Regions from separate parts of the Mus musculus genome. Here region 2 is linked to region 1. Evidence: chromatin contacts called from public Hi-C data. All regions are on one chromosome and are shown on one strand. Each heading gives the region's core, a stretch centred on a gene start, on an enhancer-like site or on the middle of the called end of the contact. The rest is flanking DNA. Distances are from core to core; before and after follow the strand shown.

The links. A called contact is a pair of places that touch in the nucleus more often than the background predicts.
Region 2: a Hi-C map of the N1E-115 cell line shows a contact between it and region 1, with 6 times the contacts expected there. The contact joins two enhancer-like sites. A contact is called at or near these places in 3 of 39 promoter capture datasets (liver and stem cell-derived epiblast-like cells), 1 of 484 Hi-C or Micro-C datasets (the N1E-115 cell line), 1 of 115 datasets of contacts at active chromatin or transcription factors (embryonic stem cells) and 1 of 9 other capture datasets (embryonic stem cells).

Annotation. Positions count from the first base shown.
Region 1 is chr1:155,724,037-155,728,916 of GRCm38.p6, forward strand. It overlaps Lhx4 (LIM homeobox protein 4), which reads right to left. Exons shown (of 6, transcript NM_010712.2): 2 at 754-925. Among named protein-coding and RNA genes, the nearest start is that of Lhx4, 16 kb to the right of the region's middle. Within about 2 kb of position 2,350, at least 1 of the 459 cell types and tissues checked has an H3K27ac peak or open chromatin away from gene starts, as enhancers often do. A contact at or near this core is called in the N1E-115 cell line, where this site is marked.
Region 2 is chr1:156,239,207-156,244,454 of GRCm38.p6, forward strand. No RefSeq gene overlaps it. Among named protein-coding and RNA genes, the nearest start is that of Gm30472, 29 kb to the left of the region's middle. Within about 2 kb of position 2,060, at least 16 of the 459 cell types and tissues checked have an H3K27ac peak or open chromatin away from gene starts, as enhancers often do. A contact at or near this core is called in the N1E-115 cell line, where this site is marked.

The DNA.
Region 1 (4,880 bases), core at 1,100-3,599:
GTGTCACCCTCACACCCTGGGCTTGGTTCTCCTTTGGCTGGATGCTCAGTGTTGACTAAAGCATCGGCCTCAGGTAATGGGTCCTAGGAAGGAACTAGATAATGCAGAAAATAAATTCTGGGAGACTCTCACTTGCCCAAAGCCCCAACGGGATTTTCCTGATGAACTCAGTTCCAGGATAGAAAGTCCAGGACAGTCTTTAAAGTCAATTTCAAGTGACATTTCCTCCCAAGAACTTTACCTGTTACTCTATTTAAAGCCAATGTGAGATAAGAGCTCTATTTGCAGCCCCATTGTACAGATAAGCAAACTGAGACACATCAAAGTTAAGTAACTGACTAAAGGACCACAGCCAACAAGTCATTTCAAGCCCAGGCAGGGCTGGGCTACTAACTGTCTTGTTTACAATCCAGACAATGAAACCTATGGACCCTGGCACCCTCCCCTCCCCTCTGAGGCCTGAAAGCAGCTTGAACGCTCCTTCAGGTGTAGGGCACAAGCTAAGAGCCTATGCTCTGAGAGTCTCCTGATTGGGCAAACGCTGAGCCCCAACTCACTGAGACAGAAAGCGAAGTTGGTGAAGCTTAGCCCATGCCCTTTGTCAGATCTCCACTCTGAAGAGCCCTGGTGAGGTCAAAATGCTAGTTCCCAGGTTGCAATGGGGCCCGGGGGGACTACAACGAAGGGGCCTATCCTCCCCGCTGCCTGAGAGAAGGCAGAGGCAGCCGTGAGGAGCAGTAGGCTGTGACTCACTTGAAGAAATCTTCCTTGCAGTAGACACTGCCGGCCCTGGAGAAGCATCTGTCAGCCAGCTGCATCTGGCAGTCTGCGCACTTGAGGCAGGAGCTGTGCCAGTGTCTGTCCAGGACCTTCAGGATGAACTTATCCAGGATATGTTGGTTGCAGCCAGCACACTGGGGAATCTCTGCAGAGGGGAGAGAGAGGGAGAGAGTATGAGTCTTCAGCCAGACCAGGCCCTGAAATGGGTACCTCATGGGACCCCACCCCCAGGCTGCCATGTTTTCATTACTGGGTAGAAGTTGTATTAAAACATCATCCCAACGTGAAGCATCTAGGCATGGACCAAGGCCATCTGGCTTGAGAAGCAAATGCTACCAGGAGTGGGGTTAAGCCAAGATCCAGGCCTGAGGGTGCTCAAGGGAAACTCAGTCTCTTCATAAGCTGAAAGAGATGCCATGACTCAAACAGCATGCCCCTGGTGATGGTTTTTCCTATGCTTCACACAGGAAAGTTATACTTTGGTTTTCCAGACTCCCTTCCAGCGTGGGTTCTGAAGTGGCAGGGATAGAATTGGGGTCTCACATGTTAGGCAAGTACTGTACAACTGAACCGCATCCCCAGTTCCCAGCTTGTGCTTTGAAGTTCACCAACCAGAGGTATTGAAAGAAACTTTCATTCAGAACTGCGGTAAATGGATGACAGCTGAGGAACAGCCTCATATCATACCAGTGTGGGTCTCAGGAGAGCCAAAGAAGAGCTGTGGTCGAAGTACCTTGACCAATCATGGCCAAGGCAATGACGTTCTAGAGGGAAAGGCTTGTCCCTGCACATTCGACAGAAAGGTGTCTCCTCCAAGCTGAAAGTCACTCAGCACCTAGCAATGAACCACTGTCCACTACAATAATGACAGTGGGGGTCTGTTGCCTGCAACCAAACTCTAACCATTGCCCCATCCTTTCTATCAGTGACTTCCTGCTGCTCTGACAATTCCATCAAGGTATTGCTTGAGGTTTAATAATATCTTGGAGTACTTTTTAAAAATCTGTAAAATGACCAGGTTTCCATGGCTGTGCTAGAGTCTGTAAATATTTTTTCCGATACTCCTACAGAGAGAGAGAGAGAGAGAGAGAGGAATGTAACAGATAGTAAGAGTAAACACATAAAGGTCCAAGCATTGCCCCACCCCCATGTACACACTCACAGGGGCCAGCTTCTACAACGATGACTTTCCCTTATCTGTTATAATTAATTTTTGCTAATTGTTTGCACATAATTACTCCCACTGGAAAGAGGGGTCCCCAGGGATAGGAACAATGTTTCTCTTTCAGCAATTAGCAGGTGCCTGGCACAAGAGTCCAGTTCTGCAAGGTTTTCTGCTCCATAGCAACTGCTTCCACTCTCACTACCAACATTCATTTGGAAGGGTTCTGTGTTTCCTCCTTCCTTGCTCCACAATGTTGATAAAAGTACTAAACCTGAACAGCTCGTGAATCTTGAACATTTGTCATGCTCAAGAGTGAGATAGTATTTTTAAAACGTTACCAAGGGGAAAAAACCAACATATCAAAACCTACATGGCCACTGAGATTTCACCTCACCCTCAACAGAGTGTCTACAGTGAAGAAACAAACAACAAAACAAAAAAAGGCAGAGGATGTGTGGAGAAGAACCTTAGTGACTGTCGAAGGGAATATAAATGAATGCAGCTACTATGAAAAATCCCATGGCTGTGCCTCAAAAAACTAAAAATAGACTTGGCATATTCCAGCTTGCACCATTCCTGAATATATAACCTAAGGAAGGGCAGACAGCACACAATAGAGGCGCCTGCATACCCATGATTCTCACGGCAATCTTCACAACAGTGGCATTTTAAGATTGGCCTAGGTGTTCATCCACAGGTGAATGGATAAAGAAAATAGGATATGGTACTAGAGAGGCCGCTGAGCAGGTAAGAGCACTTCCTGGTCTTCCAGAGGACCTAAGTTTGATTCCCAGTACCTACGCATCAGGAGGCTCTCAAACGACCATATAGTCGTGACTCCCTCTTCTGGCCTCTTCGGGCACCTGCACACATGTAGCATACACACAAAGACACGTGCACATATAGAGAAAATAAATGTGAAAAATAAAAGAAAATGGAGCAGAGTGCGGTGGTGTGTACCTTTTATCCTTGCACCCAAGAGGCAGCAGCATAGTGACACGCTGTTGCAAGGCAGGGAGGGAGATATATACCCATGGAGTTTTTGTTCATTCATAAATAATGAAGTTAGATCTAGCAGATTCTAAGTCTTTTAAAGATGGAGCTGGAGGGCTGGTGAGATGGCTCAGTGGGTAAGAGCACCCGACTGTTCTTCCGAAGGTCAGGAGTTCAAATCCCAGCAACCACATGGTGGCTCACAACCATCCGTAATGAGATCTGACTCCCTCTTCTGGAGTGTCTGAGGACAGCTACAGTGTACTTACATATAATAAATAAATAAATAAATAAATAAATAAATAAATAAATCTTTAAAAAAAAAGATGGAGCTGGAGATAAGGCTCAGAAGTTAAAGGCTCACAGGGGGCTGGAGTTATGTTTCCAGCTATGGTGGCTCACAACCATCTGTAACTCCAGTTTCAGATCTAATACCCATTTCTGACATCTGCAGAGAACAGCCAGGCGCATGGTGCACGGGCATGCATGCCGGCAAAACACTCATACACATAAAACACATTAATTAATAAAAAAAATAAACCTAAAATAATTCTAAAAGAAGTGTACTAGGTATATCTGTGATTTCAGCTGTTGGGAGGTGGAGACTGAAGGATCGGGAGTTTAAGGACAGCCTGAGTTACATAGAAAATGTGACTGCAGTCTGGGTTCCATGCAATCCTGTCAGAAGGAAAGAAAGAAAAGAGGGAAAGAAAAGAATGGAATGGAATGGAAAAGATGATCTGCGAAGGGTGGGAGATGTGGAGACAGGGACCCAGAAAGAGTATGAGGTAAGCAGACGCGACCAAAAGACATCATATACACATGTGGAACTCAATATTATGTACAATTAATGTATGCTAACAAAAAAAAATCTCAAAAACATCCATGTTCAGAGGAATCTTTCTTAACTCTCCAGACACTTGTTTGAACTTGGAATACGTGCTAAACCTCATCAATAGCGGTAACACCCAAGAGGCCACCTTGGAGCCATTAAGCCCCAACCTCCCCTGTCCCTTTTCGAGCCTAAGGATCGCCAGCATCCATTTGAAAATCAGATCTGCTGGTCAGTGCCGCTCCCTGACTCCTAGGCCGAGAAAGCTGTGCAGGCTGGACACTTGCTAATCACCACCGTTTGTATTCTAGGATTTCTTTCTTTCTACTTCACAGATTTTTTCCAAGCCAGGAACGTGGCGCACACCTGTTATCCCAGCATTTGGGAAGCCTGAGTAGAAGGACTACGAGTTTAAAAACAGATTAGGCAAGACCTTGTCTCAAACATAAGTTCTCCTCTGTGCGAAAGGCATAAAATAAAATAAAATAAAATAAAATAAAATAAAATAAAAACTGGAGTATTTACGGAGGACTTCTGATGGCTCACACAGCAACTTAACAAGAGATGGGAAGGACACCGGTAAAGTGTGGATTCTAGTACCAGACTGTCTGCATTTGCATCCTGCCTCTGCTTTGTCACCTTGGGCAAATGACCACTCTGCCTCAGCTCCTCACTTGGAAAACTGGGGTGATGTGGCCAACACTTCCTCTCAGGATTACCTGAGGTGAAGGAATCAACACCTGGGGGAAAGTCAGGGCAAGGCCCACAGCCTTCATCCCTCAGGGTTCTCTGTGATTACAAGATGGGTTAGCTGCTCTTAGAAATGGAAAGTCCTGCCAGTCTGTCTGTGGGCTTCACCTCTCTGGATCTTGATAGCCATTTCTCTCAAACACCTCATTGCCCTCCAGTGCAGATCGTGGGGCAAGCCAGAAAAGCTTGGGGCATACCTGCGCACCTGAAGTATTTATTCAGCCACTCCTGTGGTCTCTACCTGGGACCACCGGGGTGGGGTGGGGGTGGGGCGCGGGGCAGCGGGGCTGTTGGGGAAAGGCTTGAAAAGAGTGCTGGCCAGGAGAGACTGCCTGTAAGCACAGTGCAGCGGTGAAGAGC
Region 2 (5,248 bases), core at 810-3,309, 510 kb after region 1:
TGAGACTATGCTGGGGCCTAGCAAACACAGAAGTGGATGCTCACAGTCAGCTATTGGATGGGTCACACAGCCCCCAATGGAGGAGCTAGAGAAAGTACCCAAGGAGCTAAAGGGAACTGCAACCCTATATGTGGAACAACAATATGAACTACCCAGTACCCCGGAGCTCTTGTCTCTAGCTGCATATGTATCAAAAGATGGCCTAGTCAGCCATCACTGGAAAGAGAGGCCCTTTGGACTTGCAAACTTTATATGCCCCAGTACAGGGGAATGCCAGGGCCAAAAAGGGGGAGTGGGTGGGTAGGGGATTGTGGGGGTGGGTATGGGGGACTTTTGGGATAGCATTGGAAATGTAAACGAGGAAAATACCTAATTAAAAAAAACAAAACAAACAAAACAAAACAAAACAAAAAACATTTTATGTAGGAGCTTGTAGTTAAGCTTGGCTGACCATCGTGGTGGAAAGTGGCCATATCAGATCTGTTTCTAAGGTAACGACTGATTGGATGTTAGGAGTGGAAGTGAAGACTGTGGGATGACCACAGGAGTTTGGTGGTGGAAGGAAGAGAGCTATAGTCTATGAGGTTACAGAAAACTACACATGGCATAGTTAGGGGTGCAGACAGGGTAGCTCTCATGATTTTCAGATTTGCTAAGTTTGAGATGTTTGGATGTTAGTGAAGAGATCAGCAGGTAATTAAGTCCCTTTGGGAGAGCCATCTTAGCGGATTTTACAAGGCAGGAGTCCTCAGCTTAGGGGCCATGATTAAAGCCAGAGCATGGAGACTCTTGCTAAGGCGCCCTCAAGCGTTAAGAAGGAAAGGAAAAGAGGACCTTGAAAGATGCTAGGGCTTGAGCAAGAGAAGAAATTCTAAAGGTGGAAGGGAGGTCCTGGAAACGAAGGATATCAGGAGGAAGTGTGGTCAGGCAGTCATGTGCCGACAGGTAGGGCGGGATGACATTGGTGGGGGACAAGGAGGGATGATCAGGGGATGGGGTTGGGGGAGTAGGTTGGGGAAGCAGGACATGGTGGGGGGGCTGACTGGTGGGCTGGGTGATGTGGCAATCTCATGAGACCTTGGCAGACACAGTTTTGGTAGTGTCGTGGGTGGAATCAGAAGGGTTTAAAGAGGGGACTGGAGACATGTAGAGAATGCGGTTCAGGTGACTGGCTGGAGAAATGCCACCTGTTTGGAGCCCGCCACTACTTTCTGAATGTGACTCCTGGGTAGAGAGTACTTACCTTTCTGATGCTCAAGTCACCTATAAAAATGGAACTGTAGTAGGAGTGTTGGGAAAATGGAAAACATAGAAAGTATGTCAATTGTGATAGGTCATATCATCAACATGGCAGGATCTAGAATCATCCGAGACAAGCTCTGGGCACATCTGTCTGGGATTATCTAGCTAAAATGAGTAATGGGCAGCCTACAGGGTGTGCCTTAATTACAGCAACTGAAGTAAGTAGTAGACCTGCCCTGAATTAGGGACACCTTTCAGTGGCAGCCTAGATACAAGGACTGATGGGTAGGCTTTGTGGTTTTCTTTTTCTTTTTTTCCTTCTTGCCTTCCCATTGTCCATTATTCTATCATTTCTGCCTGCACTGCTGCCTCCATTCTCTTTGGACACTAAAGCCCAGCATCTTTAGCCCTCCTCCTCTGTGGTCTGAAGACCTGCTGGTCCCAGGAATCCAGCCTCATAGACCAAGTGGTTAGCAGATGCTCACTCTCTCCAATGTGAAGGCAGCCATTGCTGGACTACCCAGACCATACAGGTAAGCCAGCATAACTTCCCTTTCTGGATATATTCATCCTATTGGCTCTGTTCCTCTGGAGAACTCTAATAAATTTATGTAATAAGTGCCTAGTAAAGCCATACTAACCTCACTATGACACAGTATTAATCTCTGCCACATTTGGGCAAGATACTTAACTCTTGTGCCTCGGCTCTCTTACACTGTAACATATTGTAACATGTGGTCATTGTCTGCCTTATACTGTAACATAATGTAACATATCATTGTTGGAATTGGGTTTTGCCTTTCTCTTGCTGCTAGGTGGCGCTAGAGGACAAGCACTAGATCCTCTATCACACAATATAGAGTTCCTGCAGGTTCTCCTAGCCAGGACACCACAAAGTAAGAACACTCCCCCTTCCACCCCTATTCCCCAGAGCCTTGGCTACTTCATATGTGCAAAGTATGTGTTCTACATGTAGCTGTATTCTCAGCCTGAGAAAATCCTTTTGGAGATTCACAGGCATGCCTGAACTGTGAGAATTTTATATTCTTCCTGCTAGAATTCTACAATGTACCAGCCTTAGTCCTAACGGAAGATGGCCATAGATTTTCTTTTGACTGAGCTGTCTTGGTTAGTGTAATTAGAGCCTTGTTAGGGTTTTCCCACTTCTTCCAAGGAATAAAGTCACAGTTTATTGCCAATTTCTGTAAAGGGGGAATGCTCTGGCTATTTTGCATAGAGTAAAATTAGAAAATAAATTGAAACCGTGGGAAGATGACCCTATGAGAATTACCCTAAAGCTCTATTCCCAAAGAACTCACTTGGAAGTCGCTTTAACTACTTTTCCAGGTTAAAAATGAATAATTGGAGTAGAGAAGCTCCAAGCTGCATGCTAAATTCGATTTTCTATAGTGCAATGGTAGGTACCTGCACTTGCTGGCGCGGCCGCAGAGTGCTTGTCCTCGAGCGCCATCTAGCAGCAAGAAACGACAAACACAGCCTCGAAAAGGCTCCACTTGCTTGACCCTTAGAGGGAAACAAGCCATAATTTGGCTGTTCTACTCACAAAGTCTGCTCTCAGGAGGAATTCAGTGAATTCTTGGGCTTACAATCGCCACACTGAAGTCCCACGAGGTCTTTAAAGCCGCTTTTAACCCCTCTCCATCACGGACCTGCTGCTCCAGAGGGAGTGCAGCTTGTCCCATGGGTGCAGAGGGACAGAGCACACGCTGGGCAGTGCCACCAAGGCTCCCTGTCCTTTTGTCAGGCCACCTGATGCTCTACTGTCACCTTTCAAATACAAAAGGAAGTACAGTGTGCTAAGGTTTTAGCAGCTATTCCTTTTTTCTTGTCCAGCTGCTGTTCTGTGAGCAAACCTTGAGAGCAGCTCTGGGCTTCTGGGAATATGTTGCCACACCGCCCAGGGCCAACATTAGCTCCTTGCTGTGAGTAGTGCCAAAAGCTATACAGATTCCGATACAAGGCTCACATCAAATTTGGTCAGCACGCAGTGGGAGGATGCTACGGGGGCGATAAAAGAATATATGATTTCAGTGTCCATCAGTCCAACCTAGGTCGCAGTCTTCGTTTCGGCCCATTTCAGATGAGACTGACTTCACAGCACTGTAGTTCTCAGTGTATTCCCAGGACAGCGGCCTGAGGGCTAAGCCTTGATCTGGCACAGTGGCTTACCGCATGAGGTGCTAGAGAGGAAAGGGGGCTCCAGAAGCAGGAAGGAGAGAGGATGCCGGCCGGCAGAGAGTGGCAAGGGAAGTTAGGGAAGCCTCTGATTCAGGGGGTGTGCTTGCACGTCCTTCCCCGAGCCTCACCATTCTTAAGTTTGACGGTTTCATGATGAGCACAGGGAGGCATGAGTATGTATGTATGTATGTATGTATGTATGTATGTATGTATGTATGTATGTTCAGCATTCTGCATAGTAGCTGTCAGCCGGATGCTCATTAGAACTACACGGAACCAGTTGAATCAGAATCTCTGAGGGATGTGGTCCAAGCGGAGCAGTATATTACTCACGAGATGTGGGAGGTGTTTGAGAGCTCCCCGAGTGATGCACAGGCAAGGTGAAGCTGACAAACTGCTGCTGTACCTGCCACTTGAATAATGTTTTTTTTAAGTTGTTAATTAATATATAAGATGTAAAAGGCGTGCGTATTGATGGGTTACTTTCCATGTAATGTTCAGTACAAGTATATGTGTGTAATGTTCACCTCAGGCCAAATGTATCTCCTCAAATACTTGCCTGGAGGTCCTCATGGTCTTGAACTTATGAGTTCAGGCTATCCTGCCATTTCAGCCCTTGGCTACAGCCACAAGCCCCCATACTCAGCCAGTTTTATTCTTTATGGTGTATATACTCCACATTTGGCTATCCTGTTTCTTAGTTACTGTAAGAACCCTTCAATGAATGCACAGTGCTGACATCTCTCCCAAATATTGATTTTATCTCCTTTCAATACACACGCAGTGGTGAATTACTAATTTATATGGGGGTTCTATTTTTTAACTTCTGAGGACTCCCAATATTTCTAAGACTACATTAACTTACACCCGAATAGTGTACGACGGCTCCGTTTCTGCTGCATCTTCGCTGGCACCAAGTTTTAGCCTTTTTGGGGTAAGCTGATAACTTTGTGTTGATTTCACTTCCCTGATGGCCAGTGATGATGTGACGTTTTATTTATAAAGACCCCATTCTTTTGAGAAGTGTCTGTTTAGATCTGTTGCCCAATCTTGAAATTGGGCTCTTCTTGCTATTGAGGTTTTTTTTTTTTTAACTTCCTTTGATTTCTGAGTATCAAATGAATAATTTGCAAATGTCTTTTTTCTTCCATCCTATAGGATACTACTGCACCTGCTAATTTTCAGTGAGAATTTCCTAGTTTTATTTATGTATATTTGCCGTTATTCCCTATGCTTTGGGAGTCTTGCCCCAGCCCCATCCTTGCATATTCCAACAGCGAGTAGTTGTTAATTAGGGACTGCTTCTTGGTGAGGTATGGGAGCTCTTCTCTGCTTCCTCCTCTTAGCACCGAGACTCCATCTGGCTTGAATCTGTGCAGGTCCTGTACATATCTGCTTTAGCCCTGTTGTGTCTAGAAGATGGTTTCCTTGGTGTCTTTCATCCCTTCTGGATTTTAGAATCGTTCTGCCTCCTCTTCCGCATAGTTGATAACAGATTCCAATATAACAACTCTTTCACTTCCAATTTTATCATTTTTAAAAAGATTTATTTTATGTATATGAGTACACTGCAGCTGCCTTCACACATACCAGAAGAGGGCATTGGATCCCATTACAGATGGTTGTGAGCCACCATGTGGTTTCTGGGACTTGAACTCAGGACCTCTGGAAGTGCAGTCACAATTTTATCAATTTTTTAAAAAAAATTTAGTTAGCTTAGCTAGGGACTAGAAATTAGATCGTTAAATCTTTTCATAGAACCAACTCTTTGGTTTTGTGTATTTCTGCTTTGATCTTTATTATTTCC